Linked DNA regions of Mus musculus: regions 2 and 3 are each linked to region 1. The links are chromatin contacts, called in public Hi-C maps. All regions are on one chromosome and are shown on one strand. The core of a region is the stretch at or near the end of the contact, and the rest is flanking DNA. Distances in the headings are between cores, read along the strand shown. Region 1 holds the start of Selenok (selenoprotein K). Region 2 holds the start of Nudt13 (nudix (nucleoside diphosphate linked moiety X)-type motif 13). Region 3 holds the start of Ghitm (growth hormone inducible transmembrane protein).

The links. Hi-C and Micro-C count contacts between places; a contact is called where the count stands out from the background.
Region 2: a Hi-C map of muscle stem cells shows a contact between it and region 1, with 4 times the contacts expected there. The contact joins the promoter of Nudt13 here to the promoter of Selenok in region 1. A contact is called at or near these places in 2 of 484 Hi-C or Micro-C datasets (CD4 T cells and muscle stem cells).
Region 3: a Hi-C map of CD8 T cells shows a contact between it and region 1, with 10 times the contacts expected there. The contact joins the promoter of Ghitm here to the promoter of Selenok in region 1. A contact is called at or near these places in 3 of 484 Hi-C or Micro-C datasets (CD4 T cells, CD8 T cells and regulatory T cells).

The regions. Positions count from the first base shown.
Region 1 is chr14:29,966,510-29,969,883 of GRCm38.p6, forward strand. Selenok (selenoprotein K) reads left to right here and starts at 1,871. Exons shown (of 5, transcript NM_019979.2): 1 at 1,871-2,027. The coding sequence starts at 2,009.
Region 2 is chr14:20,293,106-20,296,479 of GRCm38.p6, forward strand. It overlaps Nudt13 (nudix (nucleoside diphosphate linked moiety X)-type motif 13), which reads left to right and starts at 1,585. Exons shown (of 9, transcript NM_026341.3): 1 at 1,585-1,687.
Region 3 is chr14:37,133,830-37,137,203 of GRCm38.p6, forward strand. Ghitm (growth hormone inducible transmembrane protein) reads right to left here and starts at 1,493. Exons shown (of 9, transcript NM_078478.5): 1 at 1,366-1,493.

The sequences.
Region 1 (3,374 bases), core at 621-3,120:
GACAACACTAAATAATCAGGTTAGTAATTCCATGTTGTGATAAGGACTATGAATAAACTGACCAGAGATGAGGAATCAAGGAGAGACACTCAAATGATGACACTCGGGCTGACAACTGAAGGGGAAAGGATGGGGAACTGTCGGTGAGTCAGTTAACGTGTTACAGGAAGAATAGCTATGTGCACGTTCAGGGAGATGAAAAGACTTAGGGCACTCACAAAACTGTAAAAAAAAAAAAAAAATTATTGCCAGAGTGTGTTTTGGGTGGGAATGTGTAGCAGAAGCTAAAATCAAGTGAACAGGTCAGGCTATATCAGTGGATACTGAAAAGGACCTAGTTTGTAAGAGCAATGGGAGATCACTACATTTTAGTGTCTAAAGGGTTTTAAGCAAAACAAAGTTTTGTTTTGTTTTTTTTAAATAAATCATTCTTGTTGCAGTCTGACAAAAGTATAACCAGGGATTTCAGTTAGAAGGAAAAGAGAGCACAGAGAGTGAGAGGCAACGTCATGGTTTAAGCCCAGGTCTAGAAAGGCCCTTGAGAAAAATCACGGACCCAGGTTGGGAAGAGAGCTCGGTGGGTAAAGTGACTGCTACACAGACATGAGGGCCTGGATTTTAGAATCCCCAGCAGTCATGTAAAAGCCAACAGTGGTTGCACACAACTCAGACCTATCCTGGAGGATGAGACAGGCAGATGGCCAGAGCTCCCTAGCCAGTCCAATAAGGTGGAAAACACCCAACTCTCCCTTTCTGTACTGACTGCACACCTCATTCCTCCCTTCCCCTCTCCTCACCCCCACTCCCCGCACCACAAAGGAAACACAACAGGGGCAGCAAGGAATTTTCTTCAAACTTACTGGATGCCCAAGACCTGCCTTCTAACGCATATGTCACGTCTACAATGCTGACAAGCAGAGGAAATTGTCATTCTGAAGTTCATTTGATTTTCCCTAGTTGTGTCTCTACAGCTATTAAAAATGCCACTTCTTAGCTGGGTGTTGGTTACACCTTTAGTCCCAGCACTTGGGAGGCAAGAGACAGGTGGATCTCTGAGTTCAAGAACAGCCTGCTCTACAGAGCTAGTTACAGGGCAGCCAGGGCTACACAGAAAAACAGTCTCGAAAAATAACAAATTCCACTTCTTGAACTTATACAGATCCACCTGCCTATGCCACATGAGTACTGGTATAGGCCTGGTCTACAAAGTGAGTTCAAGGGCAGCCTGGGATACACAGATCCCAAATCAAAAACAAACAAAAACAAGACAAAAGACAAAAACAAAAACCAGCTGGGTGTGGTGAGGCTTGTCTTTCATCCCTGCGCTACGGAGGCAGAGGCAGGCAGATCTTTGCGTTTAGGGCCAGCCTCGTCTACAATGTGAGCTCAGAGCCAGGAATACAGTGTGAGTCCTGTTTCAAAAAAGCAAAACAAATAAACTGAGAGCAGAAATAACCGGCTTAAAGGGAATACGGTCCAGAGGGACTTAAAAGTGAGTTCAGCAAAACCTGATGGTTAAAGCTCTTCATGTCCCAGACACCGCCTCAGAGCCTCTCCCTGCCACTCCAAAAGACAGCAACACATCTGGAAAGCTGAGGAACGTTCCGCCCTCCAAGCCCTTCGAGCCACCTCGGACCCGAACCCTGCGCGTGTCTGCCAACTAGCAAGCAACTTCCGGTCGGCAGTGCTGTGGCCTCAAAGACTCTCGGTCAAACCGGAACCAAGTGAGGGGGGTGGGGAAAAGGACCCTCAAACAATGTTTCTCCTAGACGTCATATCCGGTCTCCTGACTCAGGCAGTATCCACGCCAGCGGAAGTTACTTGTGTGACTGGGCGGAACCTCTAGTCAGGAGTGGTCTCCCAGCAGCCAATGGGCTCGACCCACCTCTAGCCTGACTTGGGTCTGTCAGTGGCCTGTGACGTACAGGGCGGGGCGGGAGGCTAGGTACGGCGACAACAGGGGCGTCCGGTCTTCTCTGTCGCTAGGAAGCAGGCAACCGGAGGGAAGATGGTTTACATCTCGAATGGTGAGTGAGAGCCTTACCCTGGGCCGCTTCTGTCCTGACTCGCCGGGTCCTGAGCTTGGGGCGGCCTCCCCCACACCAGTGGCCGGAAGGAGTGGGAAGCGGAGGCGGTGGGAGCCGAGGCGCAGCCCAGAAGGTCCCCGGGTGCCGCTGGGGGACCCTGAAGCCTCCTGGTACAGCCAATTTTCCGATTGTGGGTTTGCGATAGTGATCCCGGGCGCGGGTGTCCTTAACCCGGGAATGACAGAGACGCTAACCCGGTCCGGATACAACGCGCTTTTGTTTGGGCCGCTAGAGCCGCGTTCTTTGCCTAGCATCTCTTTCATCCTTGTAACTGTTCTATTCAGATGGTGTATTTCTATCCCTGTTTTTCGGATGCAGACTGAGACATAGATTGACTAGCTCGCTAAAGATCACAAAGGCAATATGAAATTTAGGTTAAATTGAACTCAGGTTGGCTCCAGTATTACCTACCATACTGCCTCTATAATGCGTACAATAATGATGGCGATGGTGGTGATGCAGGACTAGCAAGAATATGAAAAAAATAAATAAAATCTGGAGACAGGGTCTCACTTTGTAGTTTTATCTGCCCTGTAACTCACTGTGTACGCTAAGGTGGCCACTAACTCCCAAAGATCCTCCTGCCTCTGACTCCGGAGTAGTGGGATTAAATTAAAGGCAAGCACCACCACGCCAGGCAATACAAAAGTTGTGACAGATTTTTCTCCCCTAAAAGTGTAGCTAGTCCTAAGCCCAAGACTTTACCCAGTTTGAAAGAACTTGGGAAGCAAGTCTCCAATTACTGGAAAAGAAAAAAATACAGCCTGAGAAGGTCGTATCAGTGCCAGAACCATCTGCCCACCTGTGTGACTTAGGTGAGACTCCTTGGCGCATTTCTACAAGACTCTCTTGGGGCCCTGGAAATAGGTGTGGTTGTATCAGATTCATCTCTGTATCTCTAGAGAGTAGGGCGATTAGCAGAAGTCTTAGGGCTGAGAGCACTTTGAATTTCTCGGCTTTTTTCAGGATTTCACCTCCTGATTACAAAGCTTTGGGATAGGTGGTGTGATGGGCACTACAGGAAGCATCATCATTCCATCTTCAGTTTCGAGCGCTCGCAGATTCTGTTATTTGCAATTTAGGTCACTAGCTCATACAGCTATGCACTCAAAAGTGATCAGTGTTCTTCTGCTGCATCCATCTCGCCACTAAAATGTCATGTGCATTTTACCAGTGAGAAGGAGATGGCAAAGAGATGCCTAGAATGAGTTCGCCTCCGAGAATTACATACTGAAAGTAGACATCTATCGAAGGAGTGAACGCTAGATCCCAGAGTTTGACTGCACT
Region 2 (3,374 bases), core at 335-2,834, 9.7 Mb before region 1:
GAGGCTCCGTGTGATCTAGTGCCTGTCTATTTTTTGACCTCATCTATAATGATCTGTCCTACATTTCTTTGTTTTACCTTTTATTGTTATGTGTTATGGGTGTTTTGTCTGTGTATACTGTGTACCACATTTGAGCAATGCCCACAGAGGCCAGAAGAGGACCTCAGATCCCTTGGAACTAGAGTTCCAGAAGGTTGTAAGCTGTTATATTGAAGCTGGGACTCAAATCCAGGTCCTCTAGAAGAACAATCAGGACTCTAAACCATTCTGCCATTTCTCCAGCCCCAGTCCTAACCTTTCTTTACACCCGCCAGGCACATCTCCACCCCAGGGCCTTTGCACGAGCTTATTTTACTCTGTCTACAAGTCTCTCCCCACAAATCCTAACTTGGCTGTTCCTGTCAGCTCTGTCAAGCTCTTTATTCCAGTGTTGCCTTAACAATGAGGCTATCCATCCTACGTAAAATAGCAAAACCGCTCCTCCTCTTACCATGCTTTAACTTCTGCCCCAGCACTTACAACCGTGTGTACAGTTATTTATTTTGTTTTCTCCCATAGAATTTTGTTTACATTAAGATGCATTTTTTATGTATCCTGTACTTTTAATATTTTGTCTCATTAATTATATTTTGAAGAGCTAGGGAAATGGCTTAGTGGTTAATAGCACTGGCTTCTCACAGAAGCAAGCAACTCCCATAGTAAGAAAGAAAGCAGCCCCAAGTAGCTTTACTGGAGATTCGTCTTAGATGGTGATTGATCCTACTGATTGACCAAGGTAAGAGTTTTACCTAAAGCGTCTATATACCTAAGCACAGTCCCTCGTTTATTTAAAGCAAGGTATCAGTATGCACCCCTGATAACCTGAGTCTACTGTGTACACTGGGCTGACCTCAAATTCAGAGGGCTCTGCCTCTGTCTCCTGGGATTAAAGGCAGGCCTGGAACTCCTTTTTTTGTTTTTGTTTTTGTTTTTCGAGACAGGGTTTCTCTGTATAGCCCTGGCTGTCCTGGAACTCACTCTGTAGACCAGGCTGGCCTTGAACTCTGAAATCCACCTGCCTCTGCCTCCCAAGTGCTGGGATTAAAGGCATGCACCACCACGCCCGGCTAAGCCCGGAACTCCTAACCTTAAAAAAAGATTTTTTTTTCATGTTCATATGTACATGGCACATGTGTGTCCATGGGTGCACATTAAAGTATGTGGGTGTAGAGGGTAAAGTTGACATGGAATGTCTTCCTCCATGGCTTTCCCCTTTGTTCATTGAGGCAGGGTCTCCCACTGAACCTGGGGCTCACCAATTCAGCTAAGCAGCATCTAGCCCAGAAGATCTGGAAACTGTTAAAGCTATTTGTTTGTGGTGGGTTTCACTATATGCTTTATAAGGTTAACTTTGCAACCCAAGGTTACAAGCTCCCGGCCTAAAAGTTGAACTACAATTCCCAGAGTGCATCGGTAATCTCTCTGAGACTGCTGGGAAGTGTGTCAGATTTCCACTTACCCAACCACCCCTACGTGCGCTGTAGCGATGAAACTACATTTCCCAGAGTGCATCTTTAAGGAGGATTCTGGGAGGTGTGGCAAAGCGTCAATCCCACTGGGAAGGGAAAAGAGAAACCATTTGAACTTGAACATTTGGAGTTTCCAGGGGCGTGCAGACCATTGGGGCATAGAAGGCATCTCGAAAAGAGTGAGTACAGGAAACGAAACCTGTTCTAAGTGCAACTAGGATGTAGTAAGGAGCCATAATCAAAACTTGCCAGACGCTCTCGGTTACAGAGTTTGACAGTTTTAACTTAAACCTTTCAAATCTCGAGAAACCGGACGTTTTTGTACCCAACATTGAGTACCTCTAAATATTTTCTGAAATATTTTTGAAGAGCTATTTAAAATGGAAGTTTCCAATATTTCACCTTTTCTCTTAATTTTTTAAATGGTGGCGGGATCTTTTAGAAATAAACCATAAAGCTTTTTATATAAACCAGGGCACAGAGACCGTGAAGTCTGCAACACGGCTGCTCATCAGCTTCCAGCATTCCCAGCCATCGAAGTCCACAGTGGAGTGGCTGCTCCCTGGGCACCTGTGAAGATTCAGGAGGAACCCACGGTCACGCTTTATGCCTTTCAAGTCATTCCATCTGGAAAGATGAACAGAATGAGAAATGTGTGTGTGTGTGCCATAGAAGTTGTTAGTTCATACGTTCAAATGCCTTGGCATTTATTAGTTTTGAGTAAAAACAACGTTACCTTTCATCTCATCGATAATTCTTTGTATACACACACACCAGGAGCGTCAAGTGTGGGGATGCTGTTTGACATATTGTCCAGTCGTCAGGCCATGATAATCGACAGTTGGCTAAAATTAATTTGGTATCAAATATTGGACAAGAAACCAGGTAGCTGTATGGCCATACAAGAGCAGTGAGTAGTTACAGCTCGATTCCCAGGACCCATTAACCTCACCAGAGGAATTCCAGTAGCCTAAATTTCCAGTAGCGTGAAAATAACCTCTTTTAGCCGTTAGTCCTGGAAACTACTGGTTTTGTTATACATTATTGTATTTATATATACATATATATGTGTGTGTATGTATGTATATGCATGTGCTTTAAAATTTAAAGATAGCCTATAATCCTTCCTGCTGAAGCAAAAGAGTCGCTATGAGTCTGAGGCCAGCCTGGGTTACAGAGTGATACTTTGTCTCAAAAATAAATAAATAAATGAAATTTAAAATCAGTAAAAATAAATAAGTAAATTTTAGTCAGGGCTGGAAAAGTGGCTCAGCAGATAAAGTGCTTGCTGAGTTTGAGTCCCCAGGACCCATGTAAAGTGGGGTGCAATAGTGCACATCTGTGACTCTCTGGAAGCTCACAGGCTAACCAGCCTAGTATACACAGTGATGAATGACAGAAATATCATGGCTCAAAATAAGGTGGAGGGTGAGGACCAACACCTGAGGGTGTCCTCTGACCTGTACACTTATCCTGTGGCATGTGTGTGCCTGCAGTATCTCTCTCTCTCACAGTCACATGCATATGCATCATGCACATGCAGTCACATACTTAGGCACCAAACACATATGCATCACACACACACACACATACACACACAATTGTAAGTGTACAAATGAACAGTTTAATTGCATGTGCCCCTGTCAACCTTCATCGCCATCTCTTTCTCCTAAACTAGCCACTGTCTATAGTCTGTGTACTTCTGAAAAATACAAAAGCCTAATTATAATCTCAGCATTCAATAGGCAGTAGCAGGAGGATGGGGTTCAAGGCCAGCTTGGGTTATATGACACCTTCTCAAAACCAGAAAACAAACAAACCCAAGTAACTCCAGATAAGTGAAGTGTTGTACACTTGTAATTTCAG
Region 3 (3,374 bases), core at 243-2,742, 7.2 Mb after region 1:
AATTTAGTTAATTAAGAAGGAAACATAGTAGCCAAAATCAGAAGAAACTTAATTTAAATAGAAGAAAAAAATCAGAACAGTGGCCTCATTAATTTTTAATGCTGTATCCTTCCCTTGTTCCTTCTGACTCAACAAATCTAGTTTAGAATGGGCAGCCAATGATATAAATCCAAGTTTGACCAGATATATGTAATACAGAATCAATGTTATTATGTTGACACAATCACAGATTTTACAAACATAGCTTGGCCTGATATTTACTCCATCATTCAATGAGTAAAAGTAAAAGAATCTGTGTGACATTTCAGCACAAGAAAAACATCATCCAGAGAAAAGATAACTAAACCACTCGAGACTAAAAACCATGAACAAAAGCCAGGCATGCAAATGTCTACCAAGTAGGTCAGATGTTACTTCCCTTTAAGATACGACAGATACATTCAAATTAAATTATTCCACTACATAACATTCAATCAAAATAAACAAAATTGCCCTGCTAGGTTTCCCTGTTAAAACACCTTCTGGTATTCTTAATAGGGTAACCCCTGCCCCCAACATTCTAAAATTGAATTGTCTCAGTTCCAGTTAGACTATATCGATAAATAGTTAAGTACACGCCTTTCTGCGATGCTAAAGGCACATTTCTGGTCAATGAGTTGTGATGAATTTTAGGCAAGTGATTTGTATTTCCGCTTTCTCCCCATTTGTAAAATATTTAAATACAAGAAAACTTGGCCAAAATGGGACTTTGAAATCGCCCATGAATTACCCTAAAACTATAGGAATGTAAAGAAGTTTTAACTAGCACCTCCAAAGTTAAGAATTTCCGGAACTACGAAGTGCACACAGCTCTAGGCATCTGACCTTGCGGAAAAAACCCGGAGCCCTTTTGGTACTTTCATGCCATTACATCATCTCAACCTATGGCTTCAGCTTACTGACCCGAACAGAGCCTACCTAGTCTGCGTGGCCTTATGTCGTGGAACAGCCAAGAGGGTTATCTGCCATATATTTAAGTGCAGATTCTGGACGTCTGAAACCGGCTCCTGGGCTGGGTCTCTACGAACTAGTGGCGACCCTTCCTAACGCTTCCTTGAGCTTGAGTGTTCGGATGCGCCCGGTCCTCCCCTCTCACCGCTAGCCCGCTGCCTCCGCGTCCACGCACCACCCCCACGGCACCCGATCGCCGACAGCTAGGGCCCCCGCGCGGGTCCCCGAGCGGCTGACTCAGCATCCCTCTGCCCAGGGAGATGAAGAGCGAGGACGAGCCCGGCCTTCCCGCCCCGCCCGTAGCAGCCAGCCCAGATCCCGCTGTGCCGACGCCCGTCACAAGGACTGGAATTCTCAGGCCTCGCGAGGCAGTACCTCAGCTCCGGTCACCTCTACCACGGGGCTCCCTTCCGGGTCACCGAAACTCAGAGTGTGCGACCTCCCTCTGCCCGCTCCTCCGCAACCGCGCGACTCACAGCGTCACGCAATATCCGGACAAAAGGTAAATAGTACAAGCAGCCAATCGAGAGCAGGCTTCTAACGGAAGGGCGGGCGCAGTGGCGAAGGCGGGGCTTGGTTTGGAGACCGGACCAATGGAAGTTTGTGTTTCGAAAACGTCACAGTCAGCGTCCTTTCTGGGTCCGAGTAAGGAAGCCGACACTGGCAAACGCTTTGGGCATCTGCGTTGTGCGTTGTGCGCACTCGCTGCCAATAGGTGTGGGGGCGAAAAAGGGAGTTGGACTGGTTGGCAGCGCACTCCTTAAGTCCCACTTTTTGGGGAGGCAGGTAGATCGCTGTGAGCTCTAGGCCAGCTTAGAATTACTTTTGTTATTGGATTTAGGTTTAACAATGAATTTTCACATTTAAATTGGATTTTGTTCTATTTAAGAGTCATTCTTAAAACACGTTTTACGCCGAGAGTAATTAGTTTGGGTTAATCGTCTAGTCGCGTTGGCTGGCACGAAATTAACTAACCCTTAGAGGTATAATTTAGTCAGACTTTCGTTAACTGCTTAATTTTTATCACTGCTGGGGCTGTGGCTAGGCAGGGTGTCTTGAGCTATGTGAGAGGTACTTGACGCGCTCTCCTTTTCATTCATTATGCAAATGTTAAGGGATTTGATACTGGTTTAGTGAGTTCTGCATATATTAATTTACTTTGAATTAATTATAAGGCCAGGACCAAATCTTTTGTATTTATGGAATGACAGAACCCACCTAGGCATTTTCACTACTTTGCTTTAGCTATTATGCTACATGAACTCATGTATGAACATATCAATACACAAAATTAACTTGAGCATTTTAATAAAGTTTATGTTTTTATAACTTATGATCAATTTTTTTTTTGTATGTACTGAAAACTAAGCCTTAATTTTAGGAACTTTTAGAAGTTAGATGGATAGTTAAACAATCATTGGTTGAGTTTCTTGTTTTGGGCGTTTAGCCAGAAAATAACGCCAATGGTCTATATAGTAGTGAGTTTCAGAATGGCCAGAGTAAGACAGACCTAGTCTGCGGCAGGGGCTGGGGGTGGGGCATAGTGTCAAAATTGAATAACACATTTTTTCTAATTGCCATAAAAACATTCCTACCAAATGTGGCATTTTTTTTTTTTTTAAATTAGAGCCAACCTGCTTCTTGAGTGTACTACTGATGGTGAGATCTAGAGGGGTTTATTTCCGAGTTTTTCTTTCCTTTCCTTTCCTTTCCTTTCCTTTCCTTTCCTTTTCTCTTTTTTTTCTTTTTTCTTTTCTCTTCTTTCTTTCTTTCTTTTTCTTTTTTACCTTTTGACTTTTCAATGACATTTTTGTTTGTTTGTTGTCAAGCTTCAGGCTCCACTTGAGTAACAGAATACATACAAACCACTCTTCTTGTGAAGGTTTTTATTTATTTTATTTTATTTTATTTTATTTTATTGTGTGTGTGTGTGTGTGTGAAGGCTACTGAAATGCCTCAGTGGAAAATAATTTATTACAATAAGAGACATGTCTCTTTTATTTTTGGTTAGGAGCCTGACCTTTAGTGCTTGAGCCATCTTTTCAGCCCAAGAGGTTATTTCTTGGTATCCATGAAAGAGCACCCTCCTACAACTTTTGATAGAATCAAACCAAGAATACTTCCAGTGTTGCACAAAGGAATACACAAGCAAAGTGAAAGTAGATCGGTATAGCAAACTATTTTTGTTAATAAATAAAAAAGTATGTGTGATGGTTTATATGTGTTTGTTCCAGGGAGTGGTACTATTAGGAGGTGTAGCCTTGTTCGAATAGATGTGTCACCGTGGGCATGGGCTTTGATACCCTAGTCCTAGCTGCCTGGAAGTCAGTATTCTGCTGCTGCCTTTAGATGAAGATGTAGAACTCTCAGCTCCTCCTGCACCA